Linked DNA regions of Mus musculus: all the other regions are linked to region 1. A link is a contact called in public Hi-C and HiChIP or PLAC-seq data. All regions are on one chromosome and are shown on one strand. The core of a region is the stretch at or near the end of the contact, and the rest is flanking DNA. Distances in the headings are between cores, read along the strand shown.

Evidence for each region. Hi-C and Micro-C count contacts between places; a contact is called where the count stands out from the background. HiChIP or PLAC-seq counts read pairs in DNA pulled down with a chosen protein or histone mark.
Region 2: an HNF4G HiChIP or PLAC-seq map of pancreatic cancer cells shows a contact between it and region 1. The contact joins two enhancer-like sites. A contact is called at or near these places in 1 of 15 datasets of contacts at CTCF or cohesin (the NIH/3T3 cell line), 37 of 484 Hi-C or Micro-C datasets (3T3-L1-derived adipocytes, the AML12 cell line, the C2C12 cell line and 22 more), 2 of 115 datasets of contacts at active chromatin or transcription factors (astrocytes and pancreatic cancer cells) and 3 of 9 other capture datasets (embryonic stem cells, embryonic tail and embryonic trunk).
Region 3: a contact with region 1 is called in a Hi-C map of uterus, with 5 times the contacts expected there. The contact joins two enhancer-like sites. A contact is called at or near these places in 3 of 484 Hi-C or Micro-C datasets (cortical neurons, embryonic fibroblasts and uterus), 1 of 115 datasets of contacts at active chromatin or transcription factors (pancreatic cancer cells) and 1 of 9 other capture datasets (embryonic stem cells).
Region 4: a contact with region 1 is called in a FOXA1 HiChIP or PLAC-seq map of pancreatic cancer cells. The contact joins two enhancer-like sites. A contact is called at or near these places in 1 of 15 datasets of contacts at CTCF or cohesin (the NIH/3T3 cell line), 4 of 484 Hi-C or Micro-C datasets (embryonic somatosensory cortex, embryonic stem cells and stem cell-derived motor neurons), 1 of 115 datasets of contacts at active chromatin or transcription factors (pancreatic cancer cells) and 1 of 9 other capture datasets (embryonic stem cells).

Annotation. Positions count from the first base shown.
Region 1 is chr1:91,576,078-91,580,083 of GRCm38.p6, forward strand. No RefSeq gene overlaps it. Among named protein-coding and RNA genes, the nearest start is that of Gm28380, 33 kb to the right of the region's middle. Within about 2 kb of position 1,979, at least 25 of the 459 cell types and tissues checked have an H3K27ac peak or open chromatin away from gene starts, as enhancers often do. A contact at or near this core is called in the NIH/3T3 cell line, pancreatic cancer cells and uterus, where this site is marked.
Region 2 is chr1:91,954,185-91,958,190 of GRCm38.p6, forward strand. It overlaps Hdac4 (histone deacetylase 4), which reads right to left. Exons shown (of 27, transcript NM_207225.2): 21 at 1,858-1,977; 22 at 1,106-1,203. Among named protein-coding and RNA genes, the nearest start is that of Gm46242, 77 kb to the left of the region's middle. Within about 2 kb of position 2,202, at least 48 of the 459 cell types and tissues checked have an H3K27ac peak or open chromatin away from gene starts, as enhancers often do. A contact at or near this core is called in the NIH/3T3 cell line and pancreatic cancer cells, where this site is marked.
Region 3 is chr1:91,911,833-91,915,838 of GRCm38.p6, forward strand. No RefSeq gene overlaps it. Among named protein-coding and RNA genes, the nearest start is that of Gm46242, 34 kb to the left of the region's middle. Within about 2 kb of position 2,184, at least 19 of the 459 cell types and tissues checked have an H3K27ac peak or open chromatin away from gene starts, as enhancers often do. A contact at or near this core is called in uterus, where this site is marked.
Region 4 is chr1:91,856,618-91,860,623 of GRCm38.p6, forward strand. No RefSeq gene overlaps it. Among named protein-coding and RNA genes, the nearest start is that of Gm46242, 21 kb to the right of the region's middle. Within about 2 kb of position 1,879, at least 58 of the 459 cell types and tissues checked have an H3K27ac peak or open chromatin away from gene starts, as enhancers often do. A contact at or near this core is called in pancreatic cancer cells, where this site is marked.

The DNA.
Region 1 (4,006 bases), core at 729-3,228:
AAGCTACACCACCAACCCTCTTTATTAGGCTCAGGGTCTCACTTAGTTATCATGCTGTAGGCAAATCCATGGTAGCACTTGGCTCAGCCCAGTGTAGCCTTGGGCTATATTAGAAAGCAAGCTGAGCAGGCTGTAGAAGGCAGGTCAGTAAAGGGTGTTCCTCTATGGCTTCTGCTTCAGTGTCTGCCCTGAGTTCCTGTCTTGGTTCCCCTAATGAAGGACTGTGATCCAGACATGGAAGCCAAATGGACCCTTTGCTCCCCAGGGAGTGTATGTGTGTGTATACACATGCATACATACATTTATGTGTATACATACACACATATGTACATATGTGCATGTATATGTATATTTACATAGACATGCACATATGTACATATGTATATGTATATATGTATTTATATTTCATATTTAGCATGTATACATCATAGCCCTCTAATCCATATACCCCATACCCTCTACACTCTACCCCCACAATCATGCACACTACAAACATTCATCAAGTCCCATATCCTCCCCAATCCATATCATATGTGCCATATACACAATGTTCTCCATACTCTTGACAGTTTCCCTTACATACACTTTGCATGCCCTGTATATACACACCATAAGCCACACCAATCTCTCTCTCTCTTTCTCTCTCTCTCTCTCTCTCTCTCACACACACACACATACACACACACACACTGTACATACACATGTGGGATTTATCACAATTACTATACCACACTATACCCACCAAGGTTACTCACTCCTACATCACACATAACATTTACTATAACAATATATACCATATGTACTAAATACAAAACATAGCCCACACACCACATACTATATGCTCTGAATATCCTACAGCTACATATAATGATCACTCCTCACTTATATACCATAAATAGCATAAACAACCCCACAACCCCCATTCCCCAACATATATCACATTTGCTTCTGAAATTACCATATTCTCATACCATATATCACATATATCATATACCACACACCAGTGAATATAAACATCATGTAGCATATATATTCACCCATATTACATATACCATATAACATACTGACTTACTCATACCACACACACCAATTTCACATGCCATATATACCACACACATACCATTCCACACATACTGTATGTGTACTACATACCCTATATGACACACACATTCATTCTATATCACATTACATATATCACACATCTTGTATAACCCACATACACACACCCTACACCACACTCTCATTTGTCCAACTCCTTACACAAGCATACCCAAACCTATGTGTATATTCCCGAACGTTGTTTTCATTGCTAGAATCTTGGGTATGGGGACTGGGGATGGAGCCTGGTCTCCTACACCTCCCTTTCCATGCAGGAGTGCCCATTGCTGAAGGACTCGGTAGGTTCTTATGGTGTGTTGACAGTGTCTTCCAGTGGCTGTGCTGGTGCTAACCTGGGTTACCCATGAGCATGGTAGATGATGCTATCTTAGGGCTGAGTGGGACTTAAATCAGCCTGCTGCCCTGAGGAGAGCAAGGAGATGGTGGGGGTTGGTCTGGAGCTGAGACACAGACACATTTTTTTTCTTTTTTTTTTTTTTTTTTTGTATCTCCAGTGAGTCGGGTAGCAGCTGCATGAAGCTGGTTTGATTGTACAGATGCTGTTGGAGCTGGTAGGGGAGGCAGTGTGTCCTGTCCTTCTGGACAGACAATGGAAGTGTCTTGCTGGGGTTTGTTGTTTGCTCTGCAGAGTAGGGATGCTCAGTCACACACCGGATGGACTCTGACTCTCTTGGATTCTAATGTTCTGGGGCCTGTGGACCTCAAGGGACGCCTAATCCTCATAATAGAGGTGACCTTTGGATACTAGGATTTTTCCAGAACAACATAGAAAGTTGGACTTGAGGGAGGGTGGACAGATGGTGGCCTGTATAAAGGCCTGTGGTTTGTGGCTCACGTTTAGTGATATCATCCTGGATAAGGTCTGAGTCAGCTTTTAGCTGGCACAGGTTCCTAAACACTGCTCAGTGGGCCAGGGCCTCCTTCCCATGATGCCCCACATCCCACAAAAGACTTTCCAAAAGTTGCCTCTCATTAGCCTCACCTTTGGCCTACATGGCTGAGGCTGGGGGTGGGGTTCACATTCTTACAAAGTGTTTAGAATTGTTCAAAAGTGGGAGAGGCCGCCCTTTGATCACAGTCTGAGTGGATATTGCGCTCTGGCCATCATCATTCTGACAAACTTCCTCCCCTCCCAAGCCTCCCTCCCCGCCCCACTCAGAAAGGCCCGGAGCTGGGCTGGAGTGACCTGGACTGTGGGTCCTCCTGCACCCTGCAAGGTCGGCTCACCATGGCAGTCAGCAGCTATTTTCATGGCCTCCCTTCCTGTAGGGCCTGTTCCCCAGAGGGAGTCTGTGGGCCTCCTCTCAATAAAAACTCACCAAGGACTTAGACATAAGGAATCCTTCTACTGCAGGGCTGATTTCCCCCTTATCCCCCCCGCCAAGGCCTGATCCAGCCCTGAGAATTCTAAAAGCTGGGGCCCTGGATTGTTCTGATTCCACAGAGCCAGTGTCGCTGTGGGGCCAGCAGGGGCTGTGGATAGAGGACAGAAGAGATGAGAACTGCTTTGAGGACAACTGTTGGTTGCAAGGAGGCCCTTCCCCCGCTTCACATCCTGGTTCATACTGTTGGGAGAGAGTAGAATTCTCTAAATGTCTTCAACCCATACACTTGGGGAGACTTTGGGACAGAAAGGAAGTGGTTCAGAGTGGTCCAGCTCTTGTGTTCTGCTCCTACATGGATGCTCGCTAGTACCTTGAATACTTCTACTACCTTGAAGAGGGGAGGCCCAGCCTCAGGACACTTGCCTGCCTGGCACCCTAGCCTCCATAGCTTGACCCTCCTACTACCATTCCTACCCAGGCTTCTTGGATGCTGTGGGCCCCTCCCTGATCATTCCTGCTCTGAAGCCATGTCTGATCTCAGGGATGTTGAGCCCTCTTCTGCTTCATCTTCTGTTTCCAGTCACCTACCCTGACCATACATAAATGGTCTGATGGGTCTGTGTATGCCATTTACTAGAGGCCCTAAGGAGTCCCATGGTTTTGTGGGGACTTCATACCAGAGGTCTGTGGGGTAGAGCCATTTTTCATGGCAGATCTGCTGCCCCGAGGGCCACTCCAAGCCTATCCCGGATGGATCTTTATTCTGTGTCAGGGATGAGCTTGCCTGGCTTGCGGACCTCTGAGTGGAGCTAGAGCCCTCCTTTGTGCCTGCCCACCCTATTTGCTGGGTGAACCACAGGCTCTGGCCTACCACTGAGGTCCACCCAGGAAAAGAGAAGCTCTTTGGATATATTCTAGGCATCATGTACACCTCTTGGAAGTTGGTCTTTGTGTATCATTCTATGTAAGTAAAACCACCACCACCACCACAACAACAACAACAATAAAGCAAATTCAAGGAATTACAAGAGGCTAAACACAAGGATAGAAACAAAAATAGCTCCCTCCAGGCCTATCTGCTAATGGGGCCCCCTGCAGACCAAGATCTGAGCAGTGACAGTCTATATCTGTAGAGTGGACAGAATGAGATTACAGCCCATCGGGTGAGACCAATCATTGGCTAAGAGGTGGGTGGCACTGAGTACTCTGTAGGTGACAAAGGGAGAAGCCAGAGGAAATGCTTCCCCACAAAGAGGGCTCAGCTTTTCCTGGCTTTACAATCTAACTGTGGGGAAAGGGTTTCCAGGAACATCTTTACATTTCAAGGTTTACTGATTTCTGTGTTCTGTCCTGGGTCTCTGTGTTCCCTCTTTCTTGGTCCCCATGTTCAGTTCTTCAGTACCTGTACCTTTGGTGTTGGGTTCCTGAATCCTCGTAAGTGGGCTCCTGTGTTCTCGTGATGGCTCCCTCTGTTCTGTAAATCATGGGATCCTGTAATGTCAGCTAATCCCCAATCCAAACTTCTGGGATTGTAATGGCCCAGGGTCACCGAAGGGTCCATG
Region 2 (4,006 bases), core at 952-3,451, 380 kb after region 1:
ACCCACTCGGCCAGGACTCTACCATACTGGATCCCAACCACCTGTCCAATGAGAAGTGGGACTGAAAACCTACTTCAAAATGAGCAAGCAGATGCTGGGAAGTGCCCTGAGACTGGCTCCACAGCTAAAGAGCACATGGCAGGTCTATATAAACTTTACGGACACATCTCACTGACTAGGGGCATATACACTTGCATACATGCACACACACTTGCTCAAACCTCCAGAGATCTATGTCTTACGGAATAAGCATATAAACACACAGCAATAGGCATATACAGGGACACACACAGACACACAGACACACGGGGCGGGGGGGGGGGGAGAGGGAGGGAGAGAGAGAGATAAAGACATATACATAGTACCACTCAGAATCACATAGACACATGTACATATATCTACACACACACACAAGGCACCTGCCTGTACATATGTACTTCATATGTATAGAGGTCAAGACATGACCCCAGAATTACAGAAGAGGCAGAGAAGACCCTTGGAGGTCCGTTGATGTTCTTATCCATAATACAAAAAAAAAGTGCATTTTGAGACCCAAGGCCCCCCACGGGCCATGCAGGCCCAGGAACTACTCCTGGGCTATGGCTAACTCGTCTGGAGCCTCCACAGTGCACAATGGCTGGGGAAAGCTGCCACAGTAACACAGGAAGAAAGCGGGGCCCAGCCATCCACTGTTGGCTGCAGTCTGGCCTGATGGTAATAAAAAGAACTGTGGAGGATGGAAGTCAGTACTTTGTAAAAAGCAGCCAGTGTGAGGGACCAGATCAGCACAGACGATGTAGTGTGAGCTATCGCTCTCCTTCATTCAGTTCCACTTTCCTTTTACAAAGGGTTTGTGGAATAATGAGCAGGGAATGAGATCTTTACATCCTCAGTTTTCAGTGACTCATGAATACTTTCTAGCACAGCAGAAAACTTCCCCTTCTATCACCTCCCCATCTTACCACTGGGACTCAACAGGCTCTCAGAAAAGGGAACTCCTAAGAGAAGTGAGGCAGTACAACAATTAACTCCAGAGTCTCCAGATGACTTGGCTGCCCTGGACTCAGAAGAACCAGCCTCTGTGGTTGGACAGTGGGGTACTCACCTGAAGGCTGCCAAGTACTCAGCGTCTCCCATGGGGGGTTCGAGGCCACCCGTGAAAGCCATGTTGACATTGAAACCCACGCCTGGCCCTGTGCCCACCTGCGGCCACAAGGAGAGAAACTGTCACCAACTCAAGAGAATACCTGGCACAACCAACACTTGAACTAGGGTGGATTGGACTGGCGTGCCCACAGGGATAGCTACATGTCCCGTGCATATGTGTGTGAGCTCACCAGTGAAGCTGGCTACCAGTGCCAGGCACTGTCGTCAGCGGTACAGTTTTCACAGGGCTGCAGTTATCTACAGGCCCTGAACTAGGAGGAATCACTGAAAGACAAAAGTGACTCTACTGTGGGACCATCTTCAGGGGCAAGCTCTGTGTCCCTGGGCATGCTGCTTAAAGATGCCCCCTAACCACAGTGGCTGGGAGTATCATCACAAGGTAGAGAAGCAGGAGTCCTGGGGAGCAGCTCAGCAACCTCCCTTAGTGTGTGCTTTGCTCACTCTGAATGTAACCAGATTTGGTGTGCAGATTCCCACTAAACTAGAAAAAATTCTGGCCTAAATCATGCACAGGATAATCCAGGCTAGCATTTCTGGCAGGGCAACCTGAGCTGTAACAAGTGTGAAATACTACTTCTGTGGCAGATGCAGGGCCTGCACCTGCCTGGTTCTCTTGGTAGCTGTGGTATCTGGCTCCAAGATAGCTTGTTCTCCTCCAGATACTCACAAAGTTTCATACACTCCACATACCTCATCTGGTGCTCCACTTCCTGGGAAGAAGTTCCCATCGTCATAGCGGTGCAGGGACATGTAGAGAACATTGGGGTCATTGTAGAAGGCCTGCTGGGTCCCATTCCCATGATGTACATCCTAAGAGAACAAGAGAACTGGCTCAGGGAGGATCAGGCCTTGAGTTCGACCCTCCTACTAGGTGAATAGCCTGGAATCTCTGGTACACCTCATGGTCAGGTATTGTGGGTACATGCAGCATTACAGAAATGCTGAGGCAAGAGTCTGAGTAACTCTGAGCACATAGTGTAGTCCTGACTTCAGTGAAAGGGATAGATGGGGTTAGGCTTCTAGCTGAGCTGAGGCTGCTATGTCAACAAAGCCATCTGAGTAATCTCACATGCCTGCCTTATTTGTGGTAAGTGAGCCATTTCCTAAGGATAATCACTAATTGTGGGTTGGCTACTTACAGGCACGTCACAAAGGGCAGCTGTTCTCAAGCTGTGTGTCGCAACCCCTTTGGGGCTGCATATCAGAGTTCCTGCATATCAGATATTTACATTACGATTCATAACTAGCAAAATTACAATTATGAAAGAGTGGCGAAAATAATTTTATAATTGGGGGGTCACAACACAAGAACTGCATTAAAGTCTGCAGCATTAGGAAGATTGAGAACGACTGACATAGGATATGTGGCAGTTGACCCTAGGTGGTCATGAGTGACCCCCCACCCTGAAAAGAAAATGACCAGCTCTTTTCTTAAGACTTGATGCACATTTATCAAGAGGCAGCTTTGGTTTCTGCCAGGCCGGTGGCCACTGTTGTAGGTCATGGGACTTAGTTTCCAGGATGGGCAGGCTAGGTGGTTTTGGGCTGCATAGCGCTCTCTCTCTCTCTCTCTCTCTCTCTCCCTCTCTCTCTCTCTCTCTGTGTGTGTGTGAGAGAGAGAGAGACAGACAGACAGACAGGAAGAGAGACAGAGACAGAGAATGAGGAAAGCTTTTTCTACAGGGTCATTCATCTGTGCTCAGTGCACACTGTGGATGGATGCCCCAGCGCTCACAAACACAAGAGCCTTTCATGCCACGCACCAGGTTCCTGGTGGAAGGAGGAACCATTGGTAACACTGTACAGTAAGTGGATGAGTACTGTAAATGAATCATAGTAGTATCTATGTGTGTTACCATCATGCATTTTAAGACAAAGTGTGGCCCTGGGGAGCATGTCCTGCAGCCCTGGGAAGACGAGACTGTCTATGTGGGTCACCTGCTGACTTCCTTGTTCCCAGAACATAATTGTCACATCTATGTAGCCACCAACTGCATGGCACTTCTGTTTTTTGTTTGTTTGTTTGTTTGTTTTTGCCACTTCTCTGCTTGTTCCCTAAGGAAGGGCCAGGATGGAGGAGGGGACAGGTTCACTGGTGTAGAAAACTACAACCTTCCTGCCTTGCTCAGGCCCTGTTCCAGACCCAAGTTGACTTGTTCTTCTGGTTTATATTTTGTTGGTTCTTTTTGAAACTGAGAAGGGCTTGAAATCCAAATGCTGTCCCAACCTGATGTGGGCTTAGTATAAAGGATGTTATGAGACATCAGTACTAAAGAGTTTCTGTGTGCAGGTATATATTAGAACCACTGGTTTCTTACCGCTTTTCATGTAACATATAATTCTGTAGAACAGGGCTACCCAGCACGCATGTCCTGAAGACCACTTCTCTCAGCCAGGACCAGGGTGATCCAGCCTGGCAGAAGCCCAGATTGCCTCTTTTCCTGGTGTTTGGAGTTTATGACACGTAAGCACTGTAACTAAGGAGTGCTGGCAGGCACACCTCAACACCTGTCTACTCATGGGACAGTGACATTTGGCTTAACTCTCAGAGAAAAATCAGCCACTCCATAGTGGGGTTATAAGAAGCTCTGTTCATTTAGGAAGATGGAGGCTTAGTCATGTGTGTGGTGTGACTTTCAGCTAGCACAAGTGGGCAGTCCAGGTCCATGTCCCCAGGTCAGAGCATAGAGAAAGGTTGAACTTGACCTTCGATTCTCCAGCTTCCTAGAGACACTGCTGAGGACCAGCCATGGTGGCAATCCTCACTATGGGCACGATCCTGCAGGTCAGGGCCCATGAGGTTAGGATCAGCTGGCCAAAGTCTTGAAACCAACTTCTA
Region 3 (4,006 bases), core at 934-3,433, 340 kb after region 1:
ATCATCGGCAGTAGGATATACTTCCTGTCTCAGCTGAGCAGTGGCTGCCTGCCCCACAGCCTGGGGGCTTCAGTCTTGTTTGTTGAGTGTCACAGGTTCTAAGTCTGCACCTGAACTGACAGTCCTGTGGGAGAGAGAGGGCATGTGGCATGGTGGCCACCCCTGGCCATTGCAGTTTTGGTCAAGGCTCCTTTTAAAGAAATGTTTCTGCCACTGGGAAGAGTGATTTTTGAAACCTGATGCATGGGCATAGAATCAACGGGAGTTGCAATCTTGCTGGGATACCTTAGCTGGGACACTGTGGCTCGCAACTTTGTTGCTTTTGAAGGCTGAGAAGGGAGGAGGTAGGTGCTGCCTGCAAGGACTTGTGTAGGAAAGCACTGTGAAGTTCAGCTGGAGACGCTGGGAAGGGGCAGCGGTTTAGACAGGATGCCAGGTCTGTGGGTGGTAACAGACCTCCCAAAGCCTGGGCTACCGGCAGTACCTGCTAACACCTTGAGGGCAGGGTGGTGCTGGACAGGACTGGAGGTGGGGTGTGGGTAAAGAAGAGGCTCCTTCCTTCAGCCTTCTAGCCCTGCCCCCTGGCCGCAGGCCTGTGTTACCATGTCAACCAGGGAAACAAGTGTTTGAGAGGGTGACCACCCAGGACTTGGGGCTGAGTAGGGTGTGTGCCATTGTTAGGTGACATCAGTGAGAGGTCTTGTCTTCCTTAAAGAAAAACAAACCTAGGAGGGACAGAAGGGCAGTGCTCAGAGCACAGCTGACAGAGACCAGGAGGACGAAGGAGAGACCAGCCCTGCTTGTCCTCCATCCTTGGCATGCAGCTGCTGTATGCTCCCAAACTGACAGATTTTTTAAAAGTCATGTTACATTTCTTTACACCCACTTCCTCCCCACAGACACCCCTTCTTCTCTGCACAGTGAGCATCCTAGGTTAGCAGGCTGACTCCCCTCGGCCTTCCTCTGCACCAAGAGTCCAGTGCATTGTCTGCATTTGCTCCATCACATCTGGTCTCTGGTGCCCTCCCTCACAAATCCCCCATCCCTGGTCTCCAAGGAGGAGATTTGGCCTACATCTCCATAGCTGCTTTTCACAAGGATGTCAGAAATCTGGCTGGAAGTCCTAGAACCCTCCCCCGCCCCGCCCCTGCCTACACTAACATTCCATCACATCCCAAACATCTGGCTGCATCTGCATTGCTGAGCGAGTTGCCACAGCCCACATTGCATGCGGGCATGGGGACCTTTAGACAGAGGGAGGGTCTCACCACTGGCCTGTGGCTCAGATCTGAGGTCAGAAGGCATGCTGTCCCACAGACTCCTCCTCCTGTAAGAATCTCACAAGATTGTCCTCAGAGTGAAACTCCAGAGCAGTGGATGTGGCCCTGGGACCTGTTAGCCCCTCCAGGTCCTCATGGGGGCGGGGGTGGGTGGGTGTCTCATCCTTGGAGTCTGAGCCAAGGCTTGGCCCTGTGGACTCCAGAGCAGCTCAGGTACCCAGGGCAGGCCTTAAAAAATACATAAAGGGCTTGGTAGATGGTTTAACTGGTAAAGTGCTTGCCTTACAAGCATGAAGAATGCATGGGAGTTCCATCTTAGAGATAATGCAAAGGCATTTGTAACCTTAGAACCGGAGGCAGAGAGAAGCAGAGATCCCGTGTTCACTGGCCAGCCAGCCTAGCTTCCAGTGACACCCCCTCCGCCCCCAGGGAGACACCTGAAGATGACTCCTGCACATACACAAGTGGGTGATGCATCCTGTGTTTTTGACACGTGCAGGCAAAATTGGGGTGAATTTGAGAGTGAAGATACAAAGCAACCCTGGGCAGTGAGGCCACCTCTGAAGGTCAGAGGAAATGGTGGGGTAGAGTTCTGACAAGTCTGAGCCCGTGGTCCCTTGTCCTCTCCTAGCAAACCCCTGAAATACTGAAGTCGGGGGAGGGGTCGGGGGAGGGGGCAGATCTTTCTTGTCCTATTAGGACCTTTTGTGGCCCCTGGCTTCCAGACACACTAGCCATGCGGCCTGCTTAGATCACTCAGGACCTTTTGGACAATCCAGAGCTGACTTTTCATCACACTTTGCTGATTAAACTCTTGACCCATGGTGGGAAGCTTGCTGTCTGTGGAGCTGTGTCATCCTGCGGCCCTGACCCCATAATCCACGGGATCCATGGCAGGGACCACAAGGGGGCGCCATACCTCAGTGTTAATTTTCTAGCAGACCTCTCAGTCCCTTGGCAAGGTCTCCTGATGGGGGTGTCCTCAGGGAGGGGTCAGTTTGCATTAGAGGGCTGAGTGTCAGTGATTCACCTCTTCAGGACAGAGGACACTTTGGGCAGGAAGGAGGTGTCCATAGTTTTTGTGTGGGTGGAGGACTCGGCGAGGCCCTCTCTCAGGGAGTCCCTCTCTCAGGGAAGGTATGGGAAAATCTTGTCTTTTTCAGGTTATTCACCCTACCTCCACCCCCCATCCCAAGCTGCAAGAATCTTAAAGCAAACAAATCAGTTTCTGCAAGAGAACACAAGATGCAATATCCATGGATACAGATACATATGTGTATCCTGTGGACACACACACACACACACACACACACACTCGAAAACACAAGATACACCACCCACATATACATATACATATACATATACATATACATATACATATACATATACATATACATATACATATACATATACATATACATATACATATACATATACATATACATCATATACATATACAACATCATATACATATACAACATCATATACATATACACATACACATACACATACATATACATACTTCTGTGTCATAGATAGGCACACACACATGATTTACCACCCACAGATACACATATATACCTGTACACACACACACACACACACACACACCCCACACACACATGCACATATTCTGCTCACATCCCTCCTGCTCCTCTAAGCAGACCTCCTCTGCCAGAGCCCTGGCAGGCCCGCCCTGTCCAGTTCCCAGGTTGATTTACCGCCCAAGAGAGTGAGGAAGCCCAGACTCCCTTATGGACTATACTTCCTTGCCAGCAAAGTTCAAGGTAGGGTCAGTTCTCTTCAGCATTGGCTTTCCAGCTCCCTGCCAAGCTGGGCCACAATATCCCTTTGGGGGAAGGAGACCTCCCAAGCAGAGGGTCCAGAGGACTGAGGACGCATAAGGAGCAAGGAGATGCAGGCTGGGGTACAGAGCCCAGTGGTGCTCTCCCTTGTGTTGTGAACACCCTCCCAGATCCAGCCTCTCACACAGTGTGTCTGTAAAGGACGGTGGCTTGGTCAGGGGACCTCCAGTCCTTCTGTGCCAAGTAGGATGCTATGTATGGCCTGGGGGGCTTTGGTCCCTGTAGACATCGATGTACCAGCCTGGCAGGAACCTGATTGTATCCTCTTAGGCTGGAACTGTCTTGAGGGTAAGGACCGTACCAGGCATCCTAGTGAGAAACTGCAAGGAATATTCCGGAGGAATGGAATCCTGAGAATCACCACCAGCACAGATATCACATCAGGGTGGGTGGAGGTTGGGGGTGGGGCTGAGGGTGGGGCTGTTGGACTAGTCCAAGCCAGCACCTTTTCTTTGCAGGTCTTCCTGTTTGAATAAGTAAACTTTGTTTTTCCTTGATGCGAAGCAATATGCTGTTTCTTATTGAAACGCTAGTAGACACTCTTTTTTAGTTGTTGTTTTTGTTTTTTTTTGTTCTGTTTTCCAGACAGAGTTTCTCTGTGTAGCCCTGGCTGTCCTGAAACTCACTTTGTAGACCAGGCTGGCCTTGAACTGAGAAATCCACCTGTCTCTGTCCTGGAACTCACTTTGTAGACCAGGCTGGCCTCGAACTCAGAAATCCACCTGTCTCTGCCTCTCTAGTGCTGGGATTAAAGGCATGTGCCACCACGCCCAGCTTAGTAGACACTCTTAAACAAGCAAAACGACATTCTACACACAGCCTCACCACAGCAGCTAAGTGAGAGCCTTGGATGATGTGTTC
Region 4 (4,006 bases), core at 629-3,128, 280 kb after region 1:
CTCCCATGGGGAAGCTGGGGCTCAAAGGCAGCTTCAGTGTTGGGTGATCTGGGATTATGACTGCTATATGATCAATAGAAGGCCTTACAATTTAAACATCTTCTCAAATCTTCTCCCAAAGTTCCTGTGCTTGCTGGCAAAGCTTCTCCACCACTGCCCTTTGTGAGACCCAAGAGAACAAGGGGACGTAGTCTGTGTGCTTTTCTGCCCTGCTTGTCTGTCAACTCTCACCCCGTGGGGACCTGACCACATATGCGTTCCCTCCTGAGTCTCTGGTCTCCAGCACGCTGCTTGGCAGATAGGCCCATCTCTGTCCCTGGCTGAGTTGTTAGCCCTGTGTGGCCTGGTGCTTTCATTGGCTGTCCCTGCTCACAGCAACATTCTCTGCACTTGTACTTTGCCCAGCTGTCAAGATTCAACCATGGGGTCCCTTCCTGGTCTAAAGAAGATTTATTCCCTTCGGCTAAACAGCAAGCTGGTTCTTATCTATAGGCAAAGTGTTTACAGGAATGGAGGCCGAAGGCAGACAGCCTGTGAGAATGTCATACTCTGGACGTCACCCAGATGACAGGGCTCTAGTTCTGATGCACAGCAACACACTGTACCAGCAGACTCAGCTCCTTGTCTGCCCAAGACCAAGTTCTACTGGGAATAATGTCCACACTTGCTGCTCAGTCTTGGCTCCTAAAGGAATCCCAAGCTGTGGGTCCTCTGTGGCCTCCCAGGTCAGATCCATAGCCAGAATCTAGTCACATGGCAGGAAAGGCTCCAAGCTACTTCTCACTTGGAGAGAAAATACACCCTTGAATTTGCTCTCATTTTTGGCACACTCTGCTTCTATGTTGGATAAGAATTACTTGTGCCTTGTCAACCTTCCCCAGCATGTGACTGAAGCAACGACCTCTGCTCTCCTTCTTACCACCCAAGCTTTCAAGAAAAGGTTTGGTCAGCCAAAATGGCCCTTCGTGGTTGGGGCCAGATGGATGCTGTGACTTCCAACCTAGGTGGTGGCAGATCCCTGGTCATGGACTTGTGATCTGGAACAGCTGAGTCACAGCTCGGTGGGAGCCTGCCTTGCGTGTGTGAGGCCCTGAGTTCAAGCACCAGAAGGTTCTGTTGGTCTCCAGCAGGAGAACTGTGTAAGAAGCCATGCCAGGTGCCCCTGTCAGCTCTTCTGGGGGACACACAATTGGAGCCTGGAGCCTGTAAGTGAATACAGAGACAGGTGGGGGGGGGAATAGGCAGGCAGACAGACAGACAGACACAGAGACACAGCAAGATAGAGACCAACAGGCACGGGGGGAGGGGGCACACCGACACAGATCCACAGATATGTACATACACACAGTGAGAAACAGAAACACAGAGAGAGACGAACAGAAGGACATACAGAAACAGACACACACACATAAGCAGATAGAGAGGAGACACAAAGACAGACTCACACAATACGTAAGACACACATACACACACACACACACACACACACACACACACACACACACAGGGGGTGGGGGTGGGGGGCTAGTAAGATCTCTGACCATTATCTTGCTGACCTAAATCCAGAGCTGCCTTGATCAGAGGCCGTTCCCACTGTGAGGACCTGAGACACTTTGTTAGGGCTGGGAGAGGGTTCTTTCCAGCATGAGTCACTGTCCGCCTCTCTTCCTTAATTAGTGCTCAGGGACTTGCTGTTGTAACTCTAGTGAAGTCCACGGAAATTAATCAAAGAATATCTTAGACCTTAAATACAGCGAGAACTGCCACCAGGCCAAATCCGAAGGCACTGGGACCTGCATGGCCCAGCGCTCCCCTAGAAACTGAGCTTGAGCCTCCCACGTGTCCAGCACTCCCTGTCCTGGCACTTCCTTCCTCGGGGTTTACTTTCTGGAAGGTTTTCTACTTGTTTTTCCAACTATGGCAATTTCTCAATCTACTACATACCACAATCCTCAATAAAAACGGTTCTCATGGAGCCCTGGTCCCGAGGGCTTGGCAAGTATGGCTTCTTGGATGTGGTCCCTGTGTGTCTACACACTCTGGGATGCAAAGCACAGGGGGACTCTGTCCACACTCACATGAACCCCACCCTTGCTAATCTCCAGAAGATCAGCCAGTCTCATAGGTGCCAGAACCAGGGGTTGGCGTGGGAGGTGCCCAGCAAAAGGGTCCTGTGGTTCCAGTTAGTCCCATTGTACTTAAGAGGCTGAAGATATAGTAGGACCACATCCAGAACATGCAAGAGAACAGACCCACAGTTGTAGCATCCAGACTAGGAAGCTGTCTCAGCACCTACAACAACCATCCCAGCTGATCACCCTTCATCTGCAGTGCCCAGCCCAGCAGGCCACCCATAACCTATAGCACCCAGCCTAGAAGGCCCTACTCCACACCCAGCACACAGCTCAGGCACTAGCCTCATCACCCACAGTGCCCAGACTGGGCTGTCTGGAAGCCCTTCTCCCACTAGACTGAAGCCCTCCAGATCAGGACCACTCTACCCATTTCACCCCAGCATCCTCAGCCCCAGCCAATCACAGACCTAGGGGATCAAAGCGCAGACACAGAGGCACATGGACCAGCTTACCCTGCAGAAGCACTGTCATGATCATGATACAATTTTTCTATAAAGCAAACCCCAGCAGAGCAGAGGGGAGAGGTGTGAAATACTGACAAGAAAGGAAGGTGCTCCCACGGAGCCACAGGGGATGACCAGGAATGTAGAGTCCAGCCAAAAAGATAAGTTCACATGGCCTTAGGATCCCCCATAAATCTTCACTGTCTTCATGGCTTGGCTCCTGTGTTGAGTGTAGAGCTTGCCGGAAGTCTTAGAAGGGCTTTCTGCCGTACAGATCTGCCCGTGTGCATGCTCCATCCACAGGGCCAGGCTGGGTCAGTGGGGAAAATGAAGGGCATTAGAAGTTGTATTGAACAAGGCACCCAGGTGGAAATGACAGCCACTGACCAATGGGGTCACTTTGGGCAAGCAGGTGAGCCACTTGGGGTGCTCAATTTACTACTAGGACTTGTGCCAAAGAATAAACAAACCCTATTTGAGGAGATGGAGAGCACCTCCTAGTATTAGGGTTATTAATGGTGTAGACATGGTATTGGGGGAGGTGTTTATGTCCTAGAAGTGCTCTAGTGACAGGCATAAGGCAGACTGAGTCCCCAGAGCAAGAGGCAGAAAGGGGACACACCGAGCTGAGCCCCTGCGCTCATCCATGCAGATGCCCACGGGTAGGAAACCTAGATGCAGAAGACTGGCAGCCACACTCACTGTGCCTTCCGCTCTGTCTTCTCTACCTTGTGCCTGTTGCTATTTACTAACTTAAAAGCTCGTAATCTGAAGTCCTCTCCTGATTGTTTTTCTTACATGTATGTTTTCTTACATGTATGTTTGGTACATGAATATATATACATGTCGCGAGTACACGTGTGTGTAGGCCAGAGGAGAATGTCAGGTGTCTCCCTTTATCAGTCTCCACCATGTTCCCTTGAGAGGATCTCTTTGAACTCAGAGCTCTGGGTTTTTTCACCCAGCGCTGGCAGCCAGCAAGTCCCAGTGATTCTTCTGTCCCTACTGTTATCCTAGAACCTTAACCACTATAGATTGTAAAGTCACTTCCTTGACACGATCCAGTCACCTATACTATAGGACAGGATAGGATAGGATAGGTTTCTTCATCTTTGCCCAAGTTCTGAGCTTATCTTCAGTAGAGAACAGGTTTTCTACCCAGGTATATGGGCCGTGTCTGGATACAGCTTGGTCGTCTCCAGTGGGTGAAGCCAGAGGTGCTGCTGACCTTCCTGCAAAGCTATGGTGCGTGACTCATATCTTCTAAGTGCATTGGCCTGGCTGCCCAAATTGTTATCTCTAAGCCTAGCCCTCTGCTCCAGGCTGACCTATGTTGAGAATAGAAGGATCTCCTGGGTCTAAGCTCAGCTGGCATGGGACCTTGCTGGAGGGGGAGGAGCAGAAATGGATGGAGAAAGGGCAATGAGC